2 separate regions of the Mus musculus genome follow, and region 1 is linked to region 2. The links are chromatin contacts, called in public HiChIP or PLAC-seq maps. All regions are on one chromosome and are shown on one strand. The core of a region is the stretch at or near the end of the contact, and the rest is flanking DNA. Distances in the headings are between cores, read along the strand shown. Region 1 holds the start of Ptger1 (prostaglandin E receptor 1 (subtype EP1)). Region 2 has its middle 9.0 kb from the start of Mir23a.

Region 1 (5,344 bases), core at 1,546-4,045, 530 kb before region 2:
CACTTAGGGCATCCAGTGCCTATCACAGTACTGTTGACGTTATTGTGCTGTCTTGTCCCCGCCCTCCACAGCCGTCGGCCTTTGAGGAGAAGGCCATTGAGAAGGTGGATGACTTGCTAGAGAGCTACATGGGGATCAGAGACACGGAGCTGGGTGAGTGGGGCACCCACCCATGCCTGCAAGGTGGGAGTGGGCTTCCAGGTCTCACCCAGGCTGAGTTGAGCCTACACCTCTGCCCATCATGACATCTGTGCCTCCATCTTTTCCAGCTGCCACCATGGTGGAGCTGGGAAAGGACAAAAGGAACCCGGACGAGCTGGCAGAAGCCCTGGATGAGCGGCTCGGTGACTTCGCATTCCCAGATGAATTTGTCTTTGATGTCTGGGGAGCTATCGGGGATGCCAAGGTTGGCCGCTACTAAGACTGGAACTGAACCTGGACCTTGAGATAACCTGGCTTGGCCTGGCTGGGGTTTCCAGGAGGGGTGCCACAGCCGGGACCTGGGCACACAGCCGAGGCTCGTAAATCAGCAGCCTGGGAAAGGCATGGGGTGCAAATGCCCTGTGGTCCTGGCCCCACTCCAATCAGTACCACCACGGTGCCCAGCCTGGTTGGGGTCCCCGGCCAACCCCTGCCGGGTTCCCCACCTACCTCAATAGAGTACTCGCATGGGAGGGACCAACACACTGGGCAGTCACCTCTGTCCCCAACATTTCCCACCATCAGCTGGCAACTGCCCCTTCTGTCCCCCTGGGCCTCAGTTCTCTTTGGGGTCATGACCTCCCTACTTTACTTTTTTTGCTTTGTTTATTTTCAAGACAAAGTCACTATGTAGCTCTGGCTGTCCTGGAACTCATTCTGTAGACCAGGCTGGCCTTGAACTCACAGAGATCCACCTGCATCTGCATTCACAGTGCTGGGATTAAAGGTGTGCGTCACCACTCCCTGCTCTCCCTGCTTTCTTGACACCAGAAATGCAGAATGGCAATAATGCCTTCCCTTGGGCATCTCCCACCTGAGGGGAGCCCTCTCAGTTGGGGTCTGTTACCTCCCATTTGAGTGGACACTGCTGTGAACCCCGGTTCCTTGTCTTTAGACAATGAGGAGGGAGGGGGAGGGAGGCAGTGGGCTTTTGTGTCCACACACCCTCTCTTGGATATAGAGATTTTACTCTGGGAGCTGTTTGGCTCTGGGGAAGGAGGGGTGGCCAGGGAAAGAATGCAGCAGCTGAAATCTATCTCCTGGATTCCAAATTGAATTAGGAATTGGCTGCCCTGCTGCCCCCTCCCCCTGGCTGGAGGCCGTCAAGCTTCCAGGCAGTGCTGGAGTTTCTGGCTGGCTTGGGGTTCAGACCTGGTTCCCCACTCACCCAGGCCTCACATATGCTCCTCTTGTGTGAGAGCCCCCGTGTGTGGCAGCAAGGCCTGTTGCCCTGTTACCCTAGTTGTACTCAGGGGACAGGCATCCATGGCACAGTGCTTCACAGAGATGTAAACCTGCCAAGCTTGTTTTGACAGTCCATTTCATCCTAGGATTTAAGGAGATCAAGGAAAGGGTGGGGTGGGACCCTGGCCAGACTTGGGGAGAGGGGAGGCAATTGGAACAAGGGGAACCAGGCCAGAGGTCTCTCTCCAGCAACCATAGGAATGTTTGGGGTAAGCCCAGCAGAGATGCTGCAGGAAGGCTGAGTGGTACTGGTTCCCTGGTACCAGGCAGGAGATGGGTATCCTGGATATAGGACAGAAGCCCTGCAGATGGCTACTTGCTATCCCTGATCACAAGCCCATTTTCAGTACTGATAGTAGAACCCAGGGCTTCATACATGCTAAGGATGTGCTCTGTCACTGAATTGTAGCCCAGGTCCTATACTGGGGTCTCGCATGTCTGCTGGGAGCAGCTGGGACCATGTGTAGTGGGTGGTTGGTAGCCAGGTTGAACCAGAGCTGTGATTATTGTGGGTAAGCCTTGGGTGCAGTGAGTTTCAGGGAGCTGTGTTCAGTGTGTGCATGGGTCTCTGGTGTATTCTTTCTTTTTTTTGGGGGGGGGGATTCAGGATAAACAGGCCTTAGAGATGTGATTATGTGTCTCAGGACAAGTTCTCGGGGTCCATGGGCATTGGTTTAAGGGAGACTACATCAGGAGGTGTGCTCTGGGGCTGGGAACAGACTTACAGTGACAGTGAGATTTACACCCAGTGCTGAGGTAAGCATCAGTTTCATATGGGGGAGGGGGGATAGATGTTACAGTCAGCAATGGTGAGTGCTATCCAGTGTTTACTCCCCATTATGACTAAGCTGACAGTGGCTGCATGTGTGCCCCTTTTCAAGACAGAAGGTGAGACATAGCTATGGATGCAGGGTGCCCTATGAATTGCCTACCTCCCCATAAGGCAGGATACAGATGATAGCCTGGCTCCCCTGAGTCATTTAGCCACCTCTCTTCACCTAGGATGACTCCCTGTTGCCCTGGTCTAGGCTGCCCACCTCTGCCCAACTGTGACAACCATAAAGGCAAGGGTAGGAGGCATTGCTAGCTCCCATCACACCCAGGCAACTCCCAACCCCTCAAGTCCAATGAGGACAACACTCCTCCACACACACACTCACTCTCCTGCCCCCCCCCGCCCCCCACGGGAACTCATAGCCCTTCCAGCCTGCCCCAGGCGATGCTCACATTTTCCAGTGTTTAGATTTTATCCACTTTATTAATGAGGCGGGCAAGAGGCCCGGGTGAGGGTGTGGGGGTTTGCTCCTGCCCCGCTGAGAGGAGGGGGGTCACAGAGACCAAACCAATTCAGAGAACCTCAGTCCTTGGCGGGAAGGAGCTGGGCCCAGTTGCCCTGACTGTTGCCAGCAGTTTTGCCCACTCAAGGCTCCCAGCCCCAGAGAGCAGACATGCATGGGGTGGAGCAGCCCCTGGAGGCCAGTGAAGTGCGGGTGGAGGCGGCACGGAGCCGAGGAGCCGCCCCAGGAAGAGGGAGCGGCCTGCCGGGAGCCAGGGAGTAGCTGGAGCAGGCAGCAGGAGCCAAGTTCCAGGCCATGGGGACCCTGCATCCTGAGCAGCACTGGGTAAGAAGCTGGGACATTGAGGATAGCAAGCCAAAGAAGGCTAGCTATAGCCCTCCTGCTCTCTTGCTGTTTAATGGCTCTCAGTCCTAGGCTGTCCATCTCCTCTCAACTAGAGAATGGGCAAGCCGGGGGCGGTTCAAATAGGGGTATGGGATGGGCATCTGAATGAGGCAATGCCAGACTGGTGAGAGATTGCCATGGAGACAAGAGAGGGCAACAGAGATGGGATTCTGGAAAAGAGCTGGGCCCATGGGATCTGAGAGCACCATAGAGTTCAGAGATGGGTTCGGGGTAGCAGGGGTCTGTGGGGACAGAGAGGACCACGGAGACCAGAGATGTGGCATAGAGGCCTTGGGGCACAAGAACGGGTCTATAGGTGTAGAGATGGGTTGTTTGGGGAAGAGATCTAACTGCAGATTGGATCAGTCTCTGGAGACAGGCACACGGCCATTGGAAGAGATGAACTATAAGTGGTGGCGTTGTTGGAACAGGGACATCAAGGACAGAGTTAAAAGGTGACCAAAGCTAGTTGTGGTGTGAGCCTTTAATCCCAAGACACAGGAGGCATAGGCAGGTGGATCTTTTGAATTTAAGGTTAGCCTGGCCAGTTCCAGGGCAAGCCAAGGAGACTTCTGAAAACGGAGAGATGGGCAGGCAGACACGAAAGTGGAAATTGGGATCAGAAATGGGCAAGGGTCTATCCCATGGGATCATGGACCAGGAAACTGATGGGGTGGAAACGTGGAGGTGGGGGTGGGGTGGAGATGAGACTAGATACCCGGGACCCGTGCCAGGTCAGTCAAGACCCCCAGCAGATACGAGGGCAGAATGAAGCCAGACACGAGATGGGGCCAGTGACAGGTGAATAGGATCTGAAATGGAGCAGCTAGGGTCATGTGGCGGTGCCCTGGGCACAGAAGGTTGGGACCCTACCTCACTGTGCCCTCTTCTTATCTACGCAGCCCTCTTGGCCACTGATATGAGCCCCTGCGGGCTTAACCTGAGCCTAGCGGATGAGGCAGCAACGTGCGCAACACCCAGGCTCCCCAATACATCTGTGGTGCTGCCAACAGGCGATAATGGCACATCACCAGCGCTGCCTATCTTCTCCATGACGCTGGGTGCTGTGTCCAACGTGCTGGCGCTGGCGCTGCTGGCCCAGGTTGCAGGCCGAATGCGGCGGCGCCGCTCGGCTGCCACCTTCCTGTTGTTCGTCGCCAGCCTGCTTGCCATCGACCTAGCAGGCCATGTGATCCCGGGCGCCCTGGTGCTTCGCCTGTATACTGCGGGGCGTGCGCCTGCTGGAGGGGCGTGTCATTTCCTGGGTGGCTGCATGGTCTTCTTCGGCCTGTGCCCACTTTTGCTTGGCTGTGGCATGGCCGTAGAGCGCTGTGTGGGTGTCACGCAGCCACTGATCCACGCGGCGCGCGTATCTGTGGCCCGCGCACGCCTGGCACTAGCCGTGCTGGCTGCCATGGCTTTGGCAGTGGCGCTGCTGCCACTGGTACACGTGGGTCGCTACGAGTTACAGTACCCTGGCACCTGGTGTTTTATTAGCCTTGGGCCTCGTGGAGGTTGGCGCCAGGCGTTGCTTGCCGGCCTCTTCGCCGGCCTTGGCCTGGCCGCGCTCCTTGCGGCATTAGTGTGCAATACGCTCAGCGGCCTGGCGCTCCTCCGTGCCCGCTGGAGACGGCGTCGCTCTCGACGATTCCGAAAGACCGCAGGTCCCGATGATCGCCGGCGCTGGGGATCTCGTGGACCCCGCTTGGCCTCCGCCTCGTCTGCCTCATCCATCACTTCAGCCACAGCCACCCTCCGCAGCTCTCGGGGCGGCGGCTCCGCGCGCAGGGTTCACGCACACGATGTGGAAATGGTGGGCCAGCTCGTGGGCATCATGGTGGTGTCGTGCATCTGCTGGAGCCCCCTGCTGGTGAGGGGCGCAGTCGCTCCTCAAGCCAAACTCTTTTCTGCCCCCTCCTGGGCTCTGCCTCCTGAAGACCCTGCCTGCAGACAAAGCCTGCCCCTCTGCTATCCGGGACCCTTTTCTTCACTCTCTTTAGGATCTCTGTAAATAGTCTCACACACTCAAGCCTTTCACTTTCTACATCCCTCCGCTCCATCCATTCATAGCCTTTTTCCTTCCCAGCTTGTTGACCTTAGAGTCGTATGTGTGTTGTAATACTGGGTCTTCTCTAGCCGGACTCTCCGCAATCTCTGATGACCTTTGCTTAGTCACTCTCCTTCCTGCACAGATCCTATTTGTCCTGCATGGCTCG
Region 2 (5,745 bases), core at 647-3,146:
TTCCAGTACTGTACTGAGTTCCAGCCTGGGCTACATCAGGAGATGCTGGCTTCCAAACATGCCCTTCCAGACCAGCAAAACAAAAATTCCACTGTGTTATTTATTTATTTATTTATTTATTTATTTATTTATTTATTTATTTATTTATTTCGAGACAGGGTTTCTCTGAGTAGCCCTGGCTGTCCTGGAACTCACTTTGTAGACCAGGTTGGCCTCGAACTCAGAAATCTGCCTGTCTCTGCCAGGGGAATCTAAGCTATGTACTGTACTGAGTTCCAGTACTGTACTGAGTTCCAGCCTGGGCTACATCAGGAGATGCTGGCTTCCAAACATGCCCTTCCAGACCAGCAAAACAAAAATTCCACTGTGTAATTTATTTATTTATTTATTTATTTATTTATTTATTTATTTATTTCGAGACAGGGTTTCTCTGAGTAGCCCTGGCTGTCCTGGAACTCACTTTGTAGACCAGGTTGGCCTCGAACTCAGAAATCTGCCTGTCTCTGCCTCCTAAGTGCTGGGATTAAAAGCGTAAACCACCACCGTCCGGCAACCGTGTACTTTTTAAATCAAACACATCTACATGCTTTGTGGTCTGGATACCCCCACTTGGGAGGCGGGTATCAAGCCCAGGAGCTAAAGTCATTTAATTGGCTTTGGCCAAAACCTGGGGTCCCTCCCTGAACCTGGCAGCAGCCAATGGAAGTGAATCTGTTCCCATTTTACAGGTTAGGTGAGGCCCGGGAGTGAGAAACGGGTTATCACTTAAAAGTACGTGGGTGATGGGTTTGGCGGGTACAGCGGGCCTGGTCCTCCCTGTCCCTGCTCCGGTTGTTGCCTGCTCGCTTGTTTTACCTCCTCCGGCAGCCGGCGACAGGAAGTGCACGCGTGGGAGCGGCCCAGGCGTCCGCTCAGTTCCCTTGTCCGGACCCATCTCCCAGAGGCCTGGGACAGGGATCCCCAGCTCCAGCCTCGGGACCCCCTCGCCGAGCCCCGCCCCTGCCATTGTTTACTCCGCAGCCGACTCCAGGAAACTTTGCTCGCCCGCAGTAATTTTATTTGGGAAAGTCGGGCGGTTGCCATAGCAACCCCACTGACGTCAGAGGGGCTGGGGCCCGAAATCCCCCGGAAGGGAGGGGGTGTTGAGGAGGGGAGACCCCGAGAAAGGCGCTCTTTAACCCTGTGCGCTCCAGCGCCTCATGGCCGCCCACAACGAAATTTGACATCTTAAGCCGCTTACTCCCTCCTTCCCCCTGCCCCGGCTTCACGTTAGCCCTGGTGCTGGGCTAGGTCTGGGGCCACTCCTGTGTCACCCACCCCAACAGCGCCCTGGTAACTACCTATCCCATAGGCCATTCCTGTGTCACCCAACCCAAGAACGCCTTGGCAACCCAACCCTAACAGGCCCTGGTAACTACTCATCCCTGGGGCCACTCCTGTGTGTCACCCACCTCAATAGCGCTCTGGTAACTACCCATCCTGGGGTCACCTCCGTGTCACCCACCTCAACAGCGCCCTGGTAACTACTCATCCCCGGGGCCACTCCTGTGTGTCACCTATCCCAACTGGTAGCTACCTATCCTTGAGGCCACTACTGTGTCACCCACCTCAACAGAGCCCTGGTAACTACCCACCTTGGGGCCATGAATGGCAACCCAACCCTGTAGCGACTCTGGCAACACTGTTCATCTCCAGGGGACCCCTCTAAGTGGCAAATTGCAGGCCATACTGCCCTACACTAGGCCCCATACCGGCAGCTGAATGACAGAGCTGGGCGCCCTCCCCGGATGCGGGGGAGCGGCAGTGCCCCAGCGAGGGGGCAGGGATCTGGTGGGCCCGGGACAGTCCACAACACAGTCGGTCGCCACGGCGACAGGAGGCGGGCTGCCTGACGGCCTGAGGCGCTAGCCGCCAGCCAGTGGGGAGGAGCCTCCCTAACCGCAGTGACGTGGGGCCTCCCTGTTTGATGTCTCTGTGCTGCGTTGCCATGGGGCCCGGGGCGCTCTACGTGTGTGCCCGGGTGACCTGTGGGGCGACCTTCAGACCTAACAGGGTCCCTTGACACAGCCCTCCCCCACTCCACCAACCTGGTGCTGGTGGGATCTAAGATGTTCCACTTCCTGTGGGGCAGAGCATGACAGAACCAGCTGTGTGTGTGTGGTGTGTGTGTGTGTGTCTATGTATCTTTGTGTGTGTGTGCCTACACAATATGGTCTCACCCTGTTCTAGGCCTCCCCATTTTCTTCCCTGATCAAAAAGTTAATAGCTAAGTTTAGTGAGCTGAGGTCCTGCTGGCTCTTCTATTGGTGCTAGGGGACAGATAATGAGGGTCAGGGCAGTCGCCAGGGTCTGCGAGTTGTTGCCTGAGCATCAGTTCACTCACTGGTGAATGGATGTTTCCAGGCCACGTGTGATGGTGCAGGTCTGTCATCGCAGTGTTGGGGAAACTGAGGCAGGAGGCTCATGAGTCTTAACCAGTAGAGCCTGGGCTACACAGACTGTCTCAACAAAGCAAAATGGAATGAAAAATAAAGTGTCTACAGAAAACAGATGAGGTGTTGGCACTCTGCATCTGAGGGCAGGTTGATGAGGTCTCTGAGGGGCACAGAGAGGGCACCCCCGGAGGTTGGCTTGAGCCTGAGTAAACGCCTGAGTGTACACAGGTCTTGGACTTGTGTGCTCTGTCTGTCTCTCTCCCTTTTTCCCTCCCTCTCTCTAATTCTCTGCCTTTATATATCTTTTTCTTTCAAATTTTGAGGCATGGTCTCATAGAGTCCAAGCTGGCCTCAAACTCACCAAATAGCCCAAGGATGGCTTTGAACTCCTGACCCTGCTGCTTCTACCTTCTAGACAGGATCACGCTCTGCAGCACGGGTTGACATTTAACCTGTGATTTTCCTGCCTCAGCTTCTGAAGTGCTGGGCTAATAAGCTCAGAACCTAACTTTTTTGTCCTCATTTAAAGTGCTCAGGGGGCCATGAGGCCGTCTCTCCCATCTTCCAGGGCTTGCCCAGAGTTGGAGAATTCTGTGCCACTCCAAATCCTCCCCTGGGGCCCCAACGGGGTGGGCCTCCTTTCCCTCCTGCCCTAACCTGTCAGATCTTGCACTCTGGGCCAGCCTGCCTGTTGGGCCCCACATGGGAAGGAAGCTGCAGAGTCCCCAAGACTTGGGCCTCTGGGCTGATGGCTTGGTTCGGCTTCATCCCACACTCACACCAAAGTTCGAGAGAGTGCAGAACTAAACCACTAGTCGGTTGGGTCCTTAGCTGAAGAAGTGACCAGAGGTCACAGGTCCCTCCAGTGCTCTACCTGGCATGTGCTGGGTCACCCCTCTCCCCTAGTCTTATTCAAAGGGGAGGTGTCCCCTTCTCGCCCACAGGATGGGGACTCCGTGGCAGTATATGGAAATGTTGGGAGTGGTTGGAGAAAACTGCCCCGAGAGCAATAGCCACCCAGTTCTGGGAAGGCCCAGCCCGTGCTGTGCAGAAAGATGGTGTTCAGTGTGGGCTGGGGTCCACCCGCCTCTGTTCTGCCCTGCAGAGGGCCAAGTAGCAGTCCAACATGCCCAAGGAGGTTGGCGTGGCCACAGAGGGCACCCTGCCCCTCCTTGGCTGGGTTTTGTTCCTGGCCCCCTACCTGGGCACCAGGCCAGGCCCTGAGGCAGGGCCCCGTCCAGGGGAACAATACCACCGTGTTCCTGATGGTGGAGGGGAGGCCTTAAGGATGAAGAGGGAGAGACATGCACAGAAAAAGGGAAGGATGGAGTTGGGGGAGGGGGCTCTTTCTCAGGGATATACCCGTAACTGTGGAGTCTCCCAGAGGTCCCCGGTGGGTGGTTGGGGGAGGGTGCCCGGAAGCCTGGAAAGAGGAGGGGCGCAGACTCAGGGGTCACCTAGCCTAGAATCAGAAAATCTTGTCCACAGCAGCAAGAGGGGATTGGGTGAGATAAAAGGAGGGACTTCCTAGACTGGAGAAGGTGCAGTAGAAGTGAAGATTCCTGTTTGGCAGGACCCACCCCCCCCAGAGTACCCAGGCCCATGCCCATTCCGGATATGGAGAAAGTTGGGCCTGAGTTGGGGGACAGACTAGTGAGCGTGGGGCGGGCCGCCTCGGGGGCACATGACGGCGGCGCCCGCCCCGCCCCGCGCCCGCCCCCTGCCCGGCCGTGGGGGGAGGAGACGCGGAGGTTTTAAAGGCGATCTGGGCCGGCCGGCGGGGTGGGGCGCGGCCGGCGTCGTCTCGCCCGCGCGCAGCCCGGCTCCCCTCCCCCGCGGGGAATTGGGGTCCGACTCGGGAGAGACTCGCGGGGCGCGGGCGGCGACAACTTTCCCGCGCGGCCCGGGGAGCAGAGAGGGGGCCGTGACCGCCTGTCCCGGGAGGCAAGCACTGGATCTGGCTGCGGGCGACAGCAGGTAGACTTACGGGGCCGAAGGCCTGACCCCGGCGTGGTGCAGCGCCGAGGCCACAGCCCTTGGTCTTGACGAGAGGCCTGCTGCTGTCTTGTGCTAGCCCCAGGCTGACCTCTAGATTCGCAGGCCACCGAACCCCTCAGCTGTGCGTGACCTTCCAGCCTGCCAGGCCCCACTGACCACTTGAGTGTCTAGGAAGTGCCTTGGCTCCCTGTACCTGTCCCCTTCCCAGCCAGCAGCAGCTGCCCGCCTCTGGCAGGGTGGCCTGAGAAGGTAAGTCTGGGGGCTGGACCACCCTGGCCCCGAGGCTGCCCCAGCCAGCCCAGCTCAAAGCCGGCACGCCCGGCAGGTGCGCAGGCTTCCAGGCGAGGTGATGCGGGCTCACCCTGGCCGCTCACCCACGCACTGTGCCTGGGCCAGCCTGGGCACATGTGTTCACACCACCACAGTGCTGGGAAGGGAGGATCCTTCACTGGGCCCATACCCTGAGGAGCATCATAGCTCTCTGTCCTTGCCGGGGGAGGGGGTCCCCAAGTGCATCCCTAAGACCCCTCGACTGGACAGCCCTTGCTTGAGGACCTAGCAGGGGGCCTTAAAATAGCTGTGGGCCCAGCCCAGGGCTGGCACGCGGCGCATGTGCGTGACAGGGCGTGTCCAGGGGGTCGGGCCTGTCTGAGCTGGCCCGGCCTCTGAGCTTGGCAGATTTTTACTTGCTGGAGAAAGGCAGCCAAGGCAGATGCCCCACGAGGCACCCCCATGCCATGGGCCACCCTATGCCTGTTGTAAGTGGAGGGCAGATGTTCCCAGCAGGCCCCAGCTAGCCCTGTCCTTCTGCACTTCCCTGCAACAGGCCTGTGTGAGACCAGGAGGGGTTCAGTGGAGCACAGGCCAACTTAGAGCTGATGTGGCTGAGGTTGGCATAGGACTCGCTGTGACACTCCTGCCTCAGCTTCCTGAGTGCTGGCATGACAAGATACAGCACCATACCTACCCTGTTCCCATAGCAGCATCGGGCTAGTTACTTTTGTTTTCTGAGTCTGTTGTAACCCAGGCTAGCCTCAAATTTCTGATCCTCCTGTCTCCGCACCTGAGTACTGCACCATCCCTGGCTTCCACAGTCCTGGTGATTGAACTCCGGCCCTGGGCATGCCAGGCGAGCACTCCACTCTTTGAGCTACATCTTTGTCTCCTGTTTAGTTGACAGAGACAGGGTTTCTTGTAGTCTGGGCTAGCCTCAAACTTGCCATGAAACTAACGGCGGACTTGAGCTCCGCATTCTCTTTCCTGCAACTCTCAAGTGCTAGGGTTATGGGCATGGGCCACCAACTCCAGCTCA

The links. HiChIP or PLAC-seq counts read pairs in DNA pulled down with a chosen protein or histone mark.
Region 1: an H3K27ac HiChIP or PLAC-seq map of regulatory T cell precursor shows a contact between it and region 2, with 7 times the contacts expected there. The contact joins the promoter of Ptger1 here to the enhancer-like site in region 2. A contact is called at or near these places in 5 of 115 datasets of contacts at active chromatin or transcription factors (bone marrow-derived macrophages, double positive thymocytes, fetal liver and 2 more) and 1 of 9 other capture datasets (liver).

Annotation. Positions count from the first base shown.
Region 1 is chr8:83,663,849-83,669,192 of GRCm38.p6, forward strand. It overlaps Ptger1 (prostaglandin E receptor 1 (subtype EP1)), which reads left to right and starts at 2,796. Exons shown (of 3, transcript NM_013641.3): 1 at 2,796-3,068; 2 at 4,031-4,998. The coding sequence starts at 4,048. Gipc1 (GIPC PDZ domain containing family, member 1) reads left to right here. Exons shown (of 7, transcript NM_018771.3): 6 at 72-153; 7 at 270-941. The coding sequence ends at 421. It also overlaps a transcript of Pkn1 not described here.
Region 2 is chr8:84,196,650-84,202,394 of GRCm38.p6, forward strand. No RefSeq gene overlaps it. Among named protein-coding and RNA genes, the nearest start is that of Mir23a, 9.0 kb to the right of the region's middle. Within about 2 kb of position 1,897, at least 432 of the 459 cell types and tissues checked have an H3K27ac peak or open chromatin away from gene starts, as enhancers often do. A contact at or near this core is called in bone marrow-derived macrophages, double positive thymocytes, fetal liver and 3 more, where this site is marked.